2 separate regions of the Ovis aries genome follow, and region 1 is linked to region 2. Evidence: chromatin contacts called from public Hi-C data. All regions are on one chromosome and are shown on one strand. The core of a region is the stretch at or near the end of the contact, and the rest is flanking DNA. Distances in the headings are between cores, read along the strand shown. Region 1 overlaps ZNF608 (zinc finger protein 608). Region 2 holds the start of ZNF608 (zinc finger protein 608).

Region 1 (7,587 bases), core at 2,816-5,315, 95 kb before region 2:
ACAGTCCATTTGCCAGCCCTTCATTCTTGCTGAGATGGTCCTTTAAAAAATGTCCGGATAAATCTTTCCCAGTCCCCTTGGCATCCTCGAGTTTGCCCAGCTTTGCATCCATTTTCGGGCTCCCCGTCTCTTTCCCTTCTTTGTCCTTCAGCTTTCGCTTCTCCTTTTTCTTTTTGTCCTTGAGGGACACGAGGGCTGGGTTCACGGTGATGGGCTCCCCCATAATTGTGGGCTTTGGCTGAATGGGTTTTAACGGAGGACTCTTTGGTGTGGCCTGAACAACTGTGGTCAGTCCGGGTATGGTCCCCGTAGTGGTGCTTGGAAAGGCTGCAGTGGGAATAGCGATTAGCTGCGGGGGTGTGGGAGCCGGGGCAGGCGCAATGGGCCGGGCAGTTTTAAGTTTAGAGAGATTTTTGTCCATTTTGCAATTGTTGGCTTTTTTGCCCTTTTCTTTCTCTCCCAAAGTTTTCTTATCAATTAATCCTTCTGCTTCCAGTTTGGGCATTTCCACAGTCAAACTGCCGTCCACTGCTGAGCAGCTGTCTAAGGTGGCTGTCATGTTGGAGATGACTGGAAGATTATTGAGGTCATTGTTAAGACCCTTCTTTTTGCCAGAATTCTTCCCAGCCTTCGCTCCAATAACAGAACCTGGGCCGTTGCTCAGGAGCTCTCTCTTTCCCTTGGGGGTGCCGGGGGGGTTCCCTGAGCCAGGGGACACTGGCGCCTTCACCTGCTCATAAGCTGATACACTTGTGCTTGGCTCGCTGCATTCCAGCGCCACGTTGCTCAAGGCCTCCTCGCAGTCTGAGATCTTGTCCTCACTATCTGGTTCGAACTCCAGCTTGTTCTCTGGGTCTAAGTGGGCATGAGCCTGGTGGTACCTGAGGCCATTGATGTGCTTGTACTTTTTGTTGCAGTTTGGGTGGGGACAATCAATCAACACAGGAGAAGAACAGCCCTGGTCCAAAAAAGTCGTCTCTGGTTTCCCTTGAGGGGTGGTGGGAGTGCTTCTGGAATTTGTGCGGACACGCTTCCCGGGCTTACTGTCCTCGGAGCTGGAGTTCAGGTCTAGCTCCATCGGAGGCTTGTTTTTCCTTTTGTTGGTGGAGGAGGGGCTGGCTTTGATGTCCTCAGCAGCACAATTCGGGGGTGTCCTCCGCCCGCTGGCGTTGAGGCTGCCCCGCCTCCCCTTCCCATTGGCCCCTCCTCTGTTCTTGTTCTGCAGCCCTCTGGACTCTATGAAGCTGGCCTCCGAGCCCGGGGCAGCTGCGGTAGACCTTGCTCTTTTCCCTCGGCCTCGGCCCCCTCTCATCTCCAGGTCGCTGGTTGGTGACTCGCAGAACCTAGGGAAGCAAGTAACAGCGGTCAAAACGAGCATTTCCAAAGGAGCCAGGTGAAATCACAAGGCACGCAATGTAGTAAAGAGCAGTCAACACCCCAGCAGCTTGAGCGCTGGGCCCAGATGAGGAAAAGACACCCAATTCTTCCACTGACAATTTCAATACCTATGACAGATCAGGCTACCAATGGCTTATGGTCTTCCTCAGAAAACCAGCTCAGGTAGCTAAGTTTTCGATGCAGTTCAAATTCCCATGTTGACAAAAAAGAAAACAAAGGAGATAAAGGAGGGGCAGGAAATAGCGATCACCCAAAAAACAAGCAATGTGGCATCTGCATTTTATTGTGTTCAATCCTGAATTGCTCATTGCTCTTTTGCTTGGTTTCAATTACAAACTGACTTTTAAGTATTATTAATCTCTCTCTGTAGTTTCCTTGCAAAGAGAAGGAGAGGGGAAGAAGAGGAAGGAGGAGAGAAAGACAGAGGCTGAAATCAAAGGCCCCGTGCCTACCTGGGAGGGGCCCAGTCGTGCTTGGTGCAGTCCAGTAAGGTCCCTACGTAAGTCTTGTTCCTCCACGTGACATTGACCACTAGGACACCTGCAGGAGTGGGGAATGAAGAAGGACCAAGGTTAGCACAAATTACCCTATTTCTAGTTCATTTATTATTACTATACTTTTTACCAGCAAAGCTCTATTCTCATTTGCTTTCAAAAGCTGTGGTTTGCATGCTTCCTCTTTCTGGTTTCAGTGACCTCAAGCAAAAACCCACAGGAAATCATGTGTGTGTGTGTGTGTGTGTGTGTGTAAGTGTGTGTGTGTTCATGAGATACTTGTGTGGTACAAAAGGGTAAGGCTGTGTGTGAGAGGGTAATCAAGATACTGCTGACAGAAGGAAATGGTTTTTGCCATGTCCTGCTGTAAAACAGCAACACTCACCTCTTAATTTTTCTATTATTACACATAATTGCTTTCGTTTGGCAAGCAGCCAACAAAAACTAAGCGCCAGTTACCAGTGCTTAAAACAGAAAGTGACTGAAAGGAATCGGTTTTGTTTCCAATTCAATAATATAAAATAATGGTGATTTTTATTTAGGGAAAAAAATGATGTGCATGCAAGAGGGAGCTTGGAGCTCAGATAGGAGACAATCAGCTATGATTTATTCTTCCTAATCCTCTCCTCTCTGGCTTTGTGAGACAAGAATTAGCCTTAGCATGGTATCTATTTCACTGTTTGGTCTTGTTTCATAGTAAGGACTCCTAAAATAGCCCTCTTAAGAAAATATATGTACACAATAGGTTTGCTCTTGGGGTTATCTTTAGAATCAGCTTTAGTAAGCATTTGCCACAGAGGATAAGGAAAAAAAAAAAAAAAAACAACCCTCAAAACGAACACACTTGTTTCCTGCAAGCCATTCTGCTTTTCCCAACTGCTTTGCAGACAGACAATTTAATTTAGCACTGCATCTGTGAATTACTAAACTTAAGTGCACTTAGTATACCAAATGTCAGAGGGAAACAAAATATAACATCCTCTTTATTTCTCCAGAGGACAAGTGCCTTAAAAAAAATAATAATAAAAAACAACTCATTTCTTTAAAAGCACACATTAAAAGGAGGTAGATTTTGCTTTTGAGACATATATAAACTATTAGGGTAAAGAAATAAAGTAAGTGTGTCTTAGTTTCTATAAACCACCAGTCTCCCTTCTTCCTTGGAAACACCAAGAGATAATACTCAAAGTCTATTTTTAGCTGGCTTACACACTTGCTCACTGCTATTTGAATTCTGCAGAGAACTTGTATTGAACTCCTCTGTGGTAAGGGACCCCTCACAAGGTAAGACTCATTTCCTTGGGAATGTCTTTAATAGCAGGTAAAATATTTGGATAGTTGGGACTCAAGTAGTGGGGAAGAAAGGATTTCTTTCAAAAGTCCCAAAAAGAGATTTAAAAATTGTTTCCCATATGGTCTGTGTTACTATTACTTAGGTGACAGCTGAATTTACTCACTATATCAATGGTGGTGGGGGGGGGAGGGGAGATTACATGAAGGAAAGTAAGCGTTTCCTCAAATCATAGTTGATTCCATTCTAATTCCTTCACAGGAAAAAAAAAAAAATAACACTCAAGTCATTGAGTATAAAAATGCTTATTGAGATGAGAGTCAATGGTAATTAGGCATTTGGTAAAAATGTGCACAAGACAGAAGAATTGGAGGAAAGGATTCTTTATGAGCACAACCCTTCAGGAAAAGGGAGGGGTGGAGACCAGGCGAAGGGGAAGACGGAGCTGGTTTTCTCATCATTTGCTCTCTGGGGCAGTGTGTGTGGTGTCAAAGACCTTTGCAGCTGCTTAAAATTCTTTAGCATGTCAGCTATATTTACAGCGCAGGAATATATCTGTATTGCCAGAAGGTTACTGCATTTTAGCTTTAGATGCAATAGGCTGAATCACTGCGTTCCTGAGTCCCTGATGTAGCACAAATGTATAATTAAAATTGCTTGAAAGGAAACATGAAAGAAACAACAAACCCTCCATTCTTACAGTAATAAAATTAAAAACAGGAAAAGTCTGCGCAGACACTTAACATTTGTCTGCAGTGAAAGGCTTTTGTTATTGCTTTTCCCCTAAGGGTTTCGCGTTTCCAGCAAATGCTGGCCATGGATTGGCCGGCGCCTGCTGGGAACGCCAGCGTCTGATTGGCTGAGCCGAGGGCGGCCGCCCGGAGCAAAGGCTGGGGATAAAGGAGTATCGCCGGGGGAAGAGGCGGCGGCCCGGCTGCCGCAGCGGTGGACGGTCCACGAGGCGGGGGCACGCTCCCCAGGCCCGGGTTCTCTTGGGGACAGAGGGCTGGCCAGCTGCGTAAATCAATGCGGGCTGATCCGTGTGATGAAAGGCTACTGTCCACGTGACCGCGCTGAGTTTCCCACCACGACCCACGCAAAGTTGCTCCATGAAGCACATCAGCCTGCACACCACCCCCAGCATCGAATTCCTGGTCTTGGAACAGGACAAAGGGAAACCTGGGAGCCGGAGAGGACGGACCCCAATATGCAGGAGTTAATCACTGAGTATGTGGAGTTTTCGGGTGAAGCTATCACAGGCGAAACAACTCCACACTGCAAAACTATTCCCATCTCCTGATACTGTTTCTAGACGCCACACTTATCTAAGTACAAGTAAAAATCACCATTATTAGCACTTGGTGGGAATAAAATTCTTTTTAAAAAATGTCCATTTTCAACCTAAAAGGGCCTCAATAAGTTAGGCTAATTTTCCTAGATGCTCCATATTTTAAAAGATGCTCAAAATGAATGCTCTAATCCTGGGAAGATGTGAATAGTTTCTCTAATTAAATACGTGTGTTTGGTCTATTTTTCCCTTATATGCACAATCCACTTCACAATGTCATGGAATATTTATGTCAGCCTAGAATTCACGTGCAGAATACAGGCATGCACATGTTTATGTGGCCCAATCTGCTCTATGGGAATGAGGGCTTAAGGAACGCTTCTCATATAAACTACAAAGCATACTGTTTCTTTGTCAGGAAGTCTGTGTTCAGACAACATCCTATCGTGAGGGGCCAAGTACAAAGGTAGTGTTGAACTCTAAAAAAACATATAAAGGACTTATCTTTTTGAAGTCACATCTTGAACACTTTCTAACCCGTGGTGATAGAAAACAGACTATACTTTTGTGAAAATGAGTCCTTTTAAAAGTTCAAATTTTATAAATCTGGGTATGGTTATTTTTCTCACATAAACTAAAAATAAATGTACATTTATTCCAAAAGAATTAATTTTACTGCATATTTATTCTTTCAAACATCTTGCCAATTTGTCAGGTGCTGGGGACACTGTACAAGTCCTTTTCATCTTTATCTTCTCAAGTATCCCACCAGATTGATCATCTTCCCTTCCTACCCACATGAGGCTTCCTGGGTGGCCCAGACGTAAACAATCTGCCTGCAATGCAGGAGACCTGGGTTCAATCCCTGGGTTGGGAAGATCCCCTGGAGAAGGGAATGGCTACAACTCTAGTATTCTTGCCTGGAGAATCCCATAGACAGAGGAACCTGGTGGGCTACAGTCTATGGAGTCCCAAAGAGTTGGACCCAACTGAGCAGCTAACATTTTTACTTTTCACTTTTCCCACCCACAGACTGGGCATGGTTTTTCTCAAAATGCTAATAATGCCTGCCCTGTAATACTTTATATTTGAAAAATATCTTAAGATTACTACCCATGAAGAAAAAATAAAGCTGCAAAGAGCACCTGGTGGTTTGAGTGTGCTTCCCACATAGAGTTTTCTTCCTTGTGTTAAGGGTATGTCTTAGATCCTAATGTACCATCTAAGCTGCCGCCCCCACAAAGCATTACCACTACAAGACACTTTAATAAGAAGGTGATCTGCATTCTATAACATGAGCCCCTTCCCTGCCTCTACAAGCCAAAAGAGCCCTGAGATCCCATAAGGATTCCACATTCACGGTGTTCTATTATCTCCTCTTGTCAATACTTAGCAGTTAAGTGATCCCAGAGAGATGGTCAGGCCCATTAAACATTTATTGTGTATCTACAGAGTATATACAACACTAGGAATCTATTTAGTGCTATGGAATCAGCCATAGGTTGCCATCCAGACTTTATACTTTCAAAAGTCTGCGAACAGAGCATAAGCATACCTGCTATTCCAGAAGCGCAAGTACAGTTAGTATATTACCCATACTAGAAAGTAGGGCCCTTAACCCATCTTATTCAACTAGACCCAGCATGAGACTTTCACAGTAACTGCCCCGCCTAAAGTTCCTGTTCAGAGGGAAGTCTTAGGCAACCAGGCTCCTAGACCAGTAATCCTAACCCTGGCCTCATCTGACTGCTCTAGGTAACTGAAGCAGAGATAAGGAAACAAGGACTTGCTCTGGGAACCTGAGCTAGTGATATGGAAAGTGAAGTTGATAATAAGAGTAGAAACCTACAGGTCACAAGGTACTGAAGGGTGAAAGGCCAATGGGTGGTACAAGGCCCTCATTTTTGTGTGTCCCTTTTCCCTTGTGCTACAACTCTAAAGGAGCAGGGGGTAGGGGTTGGAGAAGCTCTCACTGGTATCTAGGGCTGTTCCATTCTTTTTTAATCATCTTGTTAGAAAGACGCTCCTGGTTCTGAACTAAAATCTGTCTTTGAAGACCTAGGTCCTGGCTGTGCCTTCTGATACCCTACAGATAGGGCCCTTGACAGCCTGTCACCCACGGAAGGACAGTGACCATGTCAACACTCCCTTCACCCCTGCTGTCCTCTTTTTTTCCCCTCCAGCATAAACGAGTTTCTTCAATCATTCTTGATGCCACATTTTTAACTGCCCTGAGGGGAAAAAAAAACTTTAATGATGGACTCATCCAAATTCCCAAAGCAAGTTAAGGCTTCTAAGAAATTAGAACCAGAGACTGGGCTTCCCAGGCAGGGCTAGTGGTAAAGAACCCATCTGCCAATGCAAGAGAAAAAAGACACAGGTTCGATCCTTACGTTGAGAAGATCCCCTGGAGGAGGGCATGGCAATCCACTCTAGGTGAATCCCATGGACAGAGGAGCCTGGGTCCATGAATTCTCTCCAGACACAAAGACTTTGTACACCATTAAAAAATGGCTACTTTCTCCTGGGTCCCCACTATATTCCATCCAAATGCTCTCCCCAGTGGAGGCCCCCAGAACCCATGGTTTCCCTCTGTGTCCTCAGCTAGCAGCTTTTTCAGCCTTCCTATGGGTTAGATAGAGCCCTGTCCCTCAGTTCTGTAAAAGGCAAATGAACTGATAGGTGCCACTGCCAGGATTAGCCCAGAAGAATCTCCCACGCACATTCCTCTGATTTCTTCACCTTCCTGGCTGGCTGGGACAGAGACCATGGTGACTCTGAAGGTCACAAGAGGATGGTAGAGTCTGCTTTAGCTAGGAGCCTATGACAAGGAGAACCCCTATCCAACAGGAACACTGAATTCAGTCCACACTAGATGAGCAGCAAATAAACTCTTACCGTTTGAATACTGCTGAGACTGTTTTAACTTAAACTACATGGTCCCTTTAACAACTTACTCCACTCATATATACAAGAGGCCTGTCTCTTCCAACCAGACTCCATTCCTTGAAAACAAGAGCGGAGTCCCGCACCTACCGTACCGGTGGGCACAGTGCCCAGCACGTGGAGGGAGTCCATTCAACTCCCAGAGGCTATCAGAGATGACTGAAGAAAAA
Region 2 (7,601 bases), core at 436-2,935:
GATAATTAGAGTAAAAAAAAAAAATTTTTTTTAAGGCGACCTTTTTCAGGACAGTTTTTCCCATTTATAGTCGCAGCAAACGGTGCGCCTCCTTTTTATTTTTCTCTCCTCCTCCTCCCTCACCCACCACCTCCTGTGTTTAGTCAGATGGCCCCGGAGCTTGGCTTAGTATTTTTAATTAGCTGGCGTTTGGAAGCTAAAAGCAGTAATGAATTGTTGATGGATTGGAAGTGGAGAGTCGCTTTGCTGGAAATGTCGGGGCTGGGAGAGGGGGATGGGCGAGTTAGCAACAACCAACCATCTAAAAGGAGCGATTTTGTTACAGTGCAAGCCTTTCACATCACGTGAGGATCAAGGGCTCAATTGGTTGTCGTGAGAACAAAAATGGTGACAAGCGTATCAAGAAAATACTGATCTGGTCTTTAAAAAAAAACCTGAAGGTCTCTCCCCTCCCCCTGCACACACTCTTCTCCCCTCGCCTCGCCGCCTCCCCCCCACCCCACCCCCGCCCTTGCAGTGGGAGCAGCTACAAGTTATGAATGTGAAACATTTCTCGCAGATCTAGGCTCTCGGAAGTTCGGAAGGAGTGAAATGTAATGAGCACAAGAGCAAAGCAGATGTTTTAAAGAAACACCTTATAAACCTTTCCTCAACTTATCTCCAATTTGTCGGCTTTGCCAAGTGGCCAGGGATGGAGAAGACTAGTCGAGGGGATAGGGCACCTCCACACTACTTGGATTTTAGGGAACCCCCCCTCATGTCTTAAACAAAGAAAAACATTTTACTAGCTCCAAGCCAGGTCCTGTAATAAACACACCATTGTTACTATTTGTGGGTTTGTTTGGGTTGGGTGGGGCATTTTTTCCCCCTTAATGGTGTTTTCGCAGCTTGCTTTTTTAAGGAGGTGGAAAATGGTAATTATAACCATTACATGTAGTGGGTGACTATTCCCTTGTTTAATATTAAATTATTGGGCACTGGATGTGACAAGAGACAGAAATCGGCTTATTCTGCCCTTGCTCCCATTTTCCTGGCTCGGTTTTGAGGAGGGTCCTGCCCTGCTAGGACAGGAGAGGGAGAGGTGAGGTGCGCTAGAGAATGGACACTGCAGATCAGGATTTGTAACTGTGTCACTTTATTCTCCTTGGGTGAGAGCCCCAAAGGTAATTTACTCTTAAGTTACCCCGAGTGCCCAGTCAAGCTTAATTTGTGTGAAGAAGTTACAAATGCTTCACCCTCCACTGAATAAAAATTCACCCTTCTTGGGTTGTTGTTCTCAATGCAAAAGCCAAACCCTGTAACTAGTTCCTCATTTCAATGCATAAAACTCGCACATTCCCCTGCATGAAGTCCCCGCTAAGTGCTATAGAGAGACACACCACGCAACCGTACTTACGGTCTGTATTGGATCGAGTTGACCTTTTCCTTCTAACTGCATTGAATGTGTTTGGTTGCAGCCGCTTTATTTTGGAAATTATAATCTCTTCAACAAATTTATTATTAAAGAAGATGGACCATCAAATGTCACAGACTGTCCTGTGTATTTTTTTTATAAAAGCAAAAATTAAAAGAAAAAAAAAGGAAAAGAAAAATCCCCCTGGTGCACACACACAAGCTTGTTCTGCAACACTGAAATCAGGACTGAAACACACACACACAGGGGGAGTGGAGCAAAAGGAGCTCTCAGCCTCTATACCTGAAAGGGACTTTTCTTTGTTCCCATTGCCCTTTCTCATCGGGCCAATCAGAGAGCAGCTTTTATGAAACTAGGCTCTCTCATTGGTTAGCTGCTTTCTCTTGGCTACTGTAGGGGGTTGAGATATACACACGTATAAAACACACACAGAGAACGGGTGGGGGTGCGGTGGGGGGTGGTTGTGGAGACAAAGCGTTTTATTTTCCAACCAGATTGGGGTTGAGAAACCTCCTGCAGTAAGATGAAGAAGAAAAAAAAAATGGTACGCCCGTTTCAATTACTACATCATTCACATAAAACACTTATTTATTAAATCTCAAACAGGCTGCGAGGAGAGGATGTCGGTAAATACAAGTTTGATTGTGTTATCTTGGGGGAAATAATGTATGTGATCGCTCGGTGGCACAGGGAAGCCAAATGAGCCACTAGCGCCTAGCGAGGAGAAAAGGGAGGCTGGCTGTGTGGAAATGACTGCGAGCGTTTTGCTGGCTTTCCTTCCGTGTTGCGAGGACTCGGCAGCGCGAACTCCCAAGACTGATTTTCTGTATTGCAGCTTCTGGCTTTCAACCCTCCCCCACCACTTTGCCCTTCTTCCAATTTTTTTTTTTTTTTTCTTTCCCTGTGTCTCTCATTTTACTCGCTGATTAAATAAGAAAAATCGATCTGGAGGTGAAGACACAGTGGTGGGGAAACAAGTAACCCTTTTGTTCCCAGGCTTCTGGTCCACAAGCAATGAAGTGTGAACACTAGCAACCATTTAACCACCACTACGTGAATGGTTCTTCCCTGGAATAGTAACAAAGCTTTCCCACCTGGTCCTAGGCAGCTCCAAAAAAATTAAAAATAAATAAGGTCCCAGCCAACCATATTAACACCTCGGGCCAGCCTCATTTTTTTAAAAATCGATTTGTGGGAGATAAATATACTAGGAAGATTAACCCCTTTAAACAGTCCCTGTGCCATTTTTGAGCCGAGGGATTGTCAAAGTTCCCCTTACTCCAAATATTTAACCCCCTCTTGGGGAGAGCCAGTGTCAAAGTCCTCAGAAGGCAACACCATGCGATTCACTGAGAATACGAAAATATTTTAGAATGTATTGTAGGACAAATGCCAACAACCAAGTTAATGGAACTCTGCGGTCACAGGACAAAAGAGGTTAATATGAAATAACAAGTTCAGTATTGTATATAACGCTGAATATACTTAAGCGAATGTATTTATATATATCAAGCTTTTAAAGCACTTTTAGTTTTAATTTTTCATTGTTATTTTCTGTCACTTTTAGGAGCTGTAATATGGAAATTTTAAAGTCAAGGGTGACTTTTCAAATTTAATTGAAAGCGTCATGATCCTAAGTTTTAAAGATCCAGCACTACTAGGATTGTAATTTCTGCATGACAGTTAAAATTTAAGAATGTGTCTTAACTGAGTCAAACTGGACATATAATGTGAATTAGAGCTAGCAGAAGATTGCTTATGATGTAAATATTCAGTGATGACCTTGTGGATCAATAAAAATATGTCACATGTTTTAGGTAACGTCTGTGACTCGTGTTTGAACTTTCAATATCTTTAGTTCTTTTTTTTATTGCCAATTAGTCGTTTCACTACCCAAGATGAACTTTATTCAAAGCTGCAAATAGTAATAAACAGCAGTTTCCATCCCTTGCTGAGGTACATAAACCAGAGGAATGAATCTATAATAGTCCTTGAAAGTGAAAGTGAAGTTGCTCAGTCGTGTCCGACTGTTTGCAACCCCATGGAGTGTAGCCTACCAAGCTCCTCTGTCCCTGGGATATTTCCAGGCAATAGTAACTGGAGTGGGTTGCCATTTCCTTCTCCAGGGGATCTTCCCGACCCAGGGATCGAACCCTGGTCTCCCACATTGTAGACAGATGCTTTACCGTCTGAGCCACCAGGGAAGTCCTAGAATAGTACTTAGATCTGCCTAAAAAGATTTACTTTCAAAGCAAAGCTATACATTGACAAACAGGGCAAAGAGATAATCTGATACCCACTTACCCCTTATTTTAACTTTGATATTTGTTGTATATTTTTGAATGGACAGGTTTACAATTTGTGTGTGTCCCATTGCTAATAGAGCATACATACTGATTTTGAACTTTTCCTCTTTTAGAAGAGTGGTTCCTCAAAGGACCAGATCACTCAGGCATTTCCTGTGTCCCTGAAGGGTCATCTGCTTTTCAGCCTTTAAAAGTCCATGGCTACCCTGTATATTGTATCAGCTTGGAAAAAATCAATAATTAGCTTTTAAAACAAAAAGACTCAAAAAGTCACAGAAATAAGACCTGATGAAGTTCAAAAAGGGTAGAAGCACTCCTCCAACACACTTGGTTGGTAAAAGCAAACCACAGGGTCTGCAGTGTAGATTTAGTGTAACGAAAACCAAAGTTTAGGCTTCCTAATACTCAAATGATCTGATCTAACCCTAACTTCAAACAATACCTAACCCTAATTCTTAAATCTTCTCTAATAAACCCCACTTGGTTAAAGATAAAGGCTTATGCCAAATTCAGTAACATATTTAACCCAAACCACTTTTGATCAACTCAAGCATTTCCCTTCCATTCCAACATTTCCACACTCCATTCATACCCCACCCCCACCTCCTGCCCTCCAAGTTCTGCCAAGAGGCTTGAATCAACCAGAGTTGTTCTGCTGGCTTTGTGTGTGTTTGTTTTGTTTTGTTTGACAAAGGGGCCAATCAAGAGACATCAGAGGGCTATCAGCTAATTGATGAATGAAACTAAGATAATTAACTACTGCTTAGAAAATAAGACCTACTCCTCTCACAAATTGGGAAGTTCTACCATAGTTTGGAAAAGAAAATTTTATCTTCATCTCTTATCAAGATAACAGGGAACCCACCAGTTTGTATACTGATAGCCATACACTTAATAATACCAGTACACTGTTGTATAACATGCACACTTTGAAATTTTACATTTTCGTGCCTGCCTGGTAGAGGGCAGGAGCTGTCTGGAAAGGAGTCCAGGAGAAATGACGACATGGGAAGAGCAGAAGGGTAGTGTAAAAGGAGAAGTTAAAGAGCGCTATCCCATCTCCAGCAAGCCCCATCACCAACTCTGTCCCTGCAAAGTTACTGCTTCCATTACTAGGTGATCAGAAGATCCTGATAAAAGACTTTTCCTCCTTTTTAAGAAAAGAGAGCTCAGTGCTGAGGAGGCCAGGGGCTTCAGGCAGGAACACAAGAAAACACAGTGATCTTTCTTTGGCACCTATTTCCTCAGATTTATGCTATATCACTAAGGATCAGAAATAATTCCTTGGATTTTGATTTATTTAGAAAGGAATCTAAATACGAGTCTAACTTTTCTCAATCTATGCTAACCTTGACACTACAAAGGTACTCAAGACCAAGGAGGAAGATAGAAAGCAAAGCTATTTAAAAGAAAAAAGGAAAAACACTACCTGGAAATGGACTTGTATTATGAGAAAAGAAACTTAATTTAGACATAATGAGAAACTCTCTGGCTGCCCAGGAAGATTATGGGGATAGAGTCTTATCTGTCTGGGCTTATATGTGAACAGACCTGCCTCAGGGCTGTGGGGAGTCGACCTGGTTTCTAGGGAGTATGTGATTCATTGAGACACCCACACAAACGCTAGGCATTCTTCACTATACCTATGGGTGACATCCGAATTTCCTACCTGAAAGGGAAAATGAAAGTCACTCAGTCTATCCGACTCTTTGCAACCCCATGGCCTATGCAATCCATGGAATTCTCCAGTCCAGAATACTGGAGTGGGTGGCCTATCCCTTCTCCAGCGGATCTTCCCAACCCAGGAATTGAACCGGGGTCCCCTGCATTGCCGGTGGATTCTTTAGCAACTGAGTTATCAGGGGCCTAGGAAAGATTTTTTAGAGAAAACTCAGTCTTTTCACACATGCTTCCTAAATCTAATTCAAGTTTCTGTATTTTCAACAATAACCAGCTCTAGACAACTGTCCCCCAAAAGAGATGAGCACTGTTCTTGATCAAACATTTAATGTTTTTGCAATATCCTGAAACACCACTGGACCAGGAGAAAGTGCCACGCAGCAAATGTCTAGTGGAGAGAGAGGGTCTGGCATAGAAATATTTCCCATCCCTCCCTATGGGGGATGGGACTATGGAAGGAAGAAAGACACGGATGGTTTTCACACTGCCATGGGATATTCCTCATGAGAGACTCATGGACGCATTGATAGACATTTGGTGAATATAGACATTTACACACACCGTATAACACAGCTGTGTTAACTTTTCAGGTCATTTCTATGTCCTATTTGTTCATCTTCAATTTAAACTCTTTAGAATAAAACAAAGGGACTCTACTTGCAAGGGAAGGAGAATAATGTGCACCTTCCAAAATCTTTATAATATGGTTCTGTTCAAACAAACTGAAATGATATAAAGGAAAATTTCCATGCTCTGATTCACAACTACAGTGAATTTTAACAGTAAAGAAATGTCAAGTTAAAGGAGGAATTTCTCTCTATATGGGTAGGTATTTCCCCATTCCTTCTCCCAGTTCTCAACCTGAAAAGAATTAAGCAGCAAATCCTGTCCCTTTAATGCCATAGAGTCCTGGGGAACTCAGCAAAATATTGCAAAGCAGCACATTCTTCTAAAGGAAAACATTTGTATACTGCTCACATTCAGAGAACTGCGATGTAGGTCAGTGTTAAGTATCTGAAATCTTACCTCTGTTTGGCTGGCCTTTCTGGTGTGGTGTGCTACTATATCTGAACGAGTGCCCAAGTAAGGTCTACAGATCGGTTAGCAAAGGAAGGCAATTTACATCTCATGTAATGAAACCATTTCTGGAAAAGGATTTTTCTTTTATGCCGGTGGAGACTGGGTGCATAAAGATCAAAACACAAGCTACATTTTTTAAACTACTTATTGGAGATTGCTGTTGCTGGTTTTATTACAATATGTATTTTACAGATTTAGGTAATAACTCTGATTTTTCAAATCGACCTCTGTTTAGACACGTTTCACTTTGGGCTGTTTCTTGTCTGCAAAATTACAGTCATTTGCACGTTATTACAGTGAGTAGGAGACAGATTGTATTTAGCGTTGGGTGGGGGAAGGGTTATTATGGGAAGTGATCTGCTACGGTCAGCACATAATTTCAGCCTGAAGAAAATTGCTTCTGAATGGCTGGTCTGTTAGCTAGCCAAGGAATGGTCACTGGGAGAGACTGAAAAATGTTTCTGCTTAATCTGCATTATAGAATTATTCTCATTTCCAGAAAGATGGTTTGTGGAAAAAATGATTGTAAAATCAAGTTTAAAAACATGGAGGTGAAATGTCACTGCTCTATTTGAATCTAAAACAACTACAACAAAATACAAACCCACCAAGTAGGAGAGGGCCAAAAGCAGCAGGATACAGCCTACTCCATCTTTCCTCCTAGCTTCCCTTTTTCTGACCCCCAACTCCACCCCTGCTGTGGTTGTTTTCAAAAATCTTTATGATTTAATGACAGTGGATTTTTACACATGTGTAAACATTTGTGAGAGTAACACCAAATACATTGATAAAGGTATAATATCTCTTGCTTTCATATATATGTGACTACAAGAAAAAGATTTCCTCATATAGCTTCTTTTTGAAGAGTAGCAAAATCCCCTTAATTGTGAGAGTGTTTCATATCCTTTTGGTGCTAGAACTTAAGGATTTTTCCACACTTTACAAACTACATCGTATTTTGCATATTTCACAAAGCTGACAGATTAATAAAGCAAGGATGATTGCCTATCAGAAATTATAGCCCCTGTCTAATTTATAATTTAAATTGAACCCATATGAATCACCTAGGAAGTCTTAATACTTGGTTAGAAAAAAATCAGGAGCTTTAGGTTTATTTTAAA

Evidence for each region. Hi-C and Micro-C count contacts between places; a contact is called where the count stands out from the background.
Region 1: a Hi-C map of liver shows a contact between it and region 2, with 4 times the contacts expected there. The contact joins the enhancer-like site here to the promoter of ZNF608 in region 2. A contact is called at or near these places in 6 of 16 Hi-C or Micro-C datasets (hypothalamus, liver, mixed tissues and 3 more).

Annotation. Positions count from the first base shown.
Region 1 is chr5:26,802,674-26,810,260 of ARS-UI_Ramb_v3.0, reverse strand. It overlaps ZNF608 (zinc finger protein 608), which reads right to left. Exons shown (of 9, transcript XM_027969981.3): 3 at 1,851-1,938; 4 at 1-1,343. Among named protein-coding and RNA genes, the nearest start is that of ZNF608, 95 kb to the right of the region's middle. Within about 2 kb of position 4,065, at least 25 of the 54 cell types and tissues checked have an H3K27ac peak or open chromatin away from gene starts, as enhancers often do. A contact at or near this core is called in hypothalamus and liver, where this site is marked.
Region 2 is chr5:26,705,089-26,712,689 of ARS-UI_Ramb_v3.0, reverse strand. It overlaps ZNF608 (zinc finger protein 608), which reads right to left and starts at 1,685. Exons shown (of 9, transcript XM_027969981.3): 1 at 1,397-1,685. The coding sequence starts at 1,438.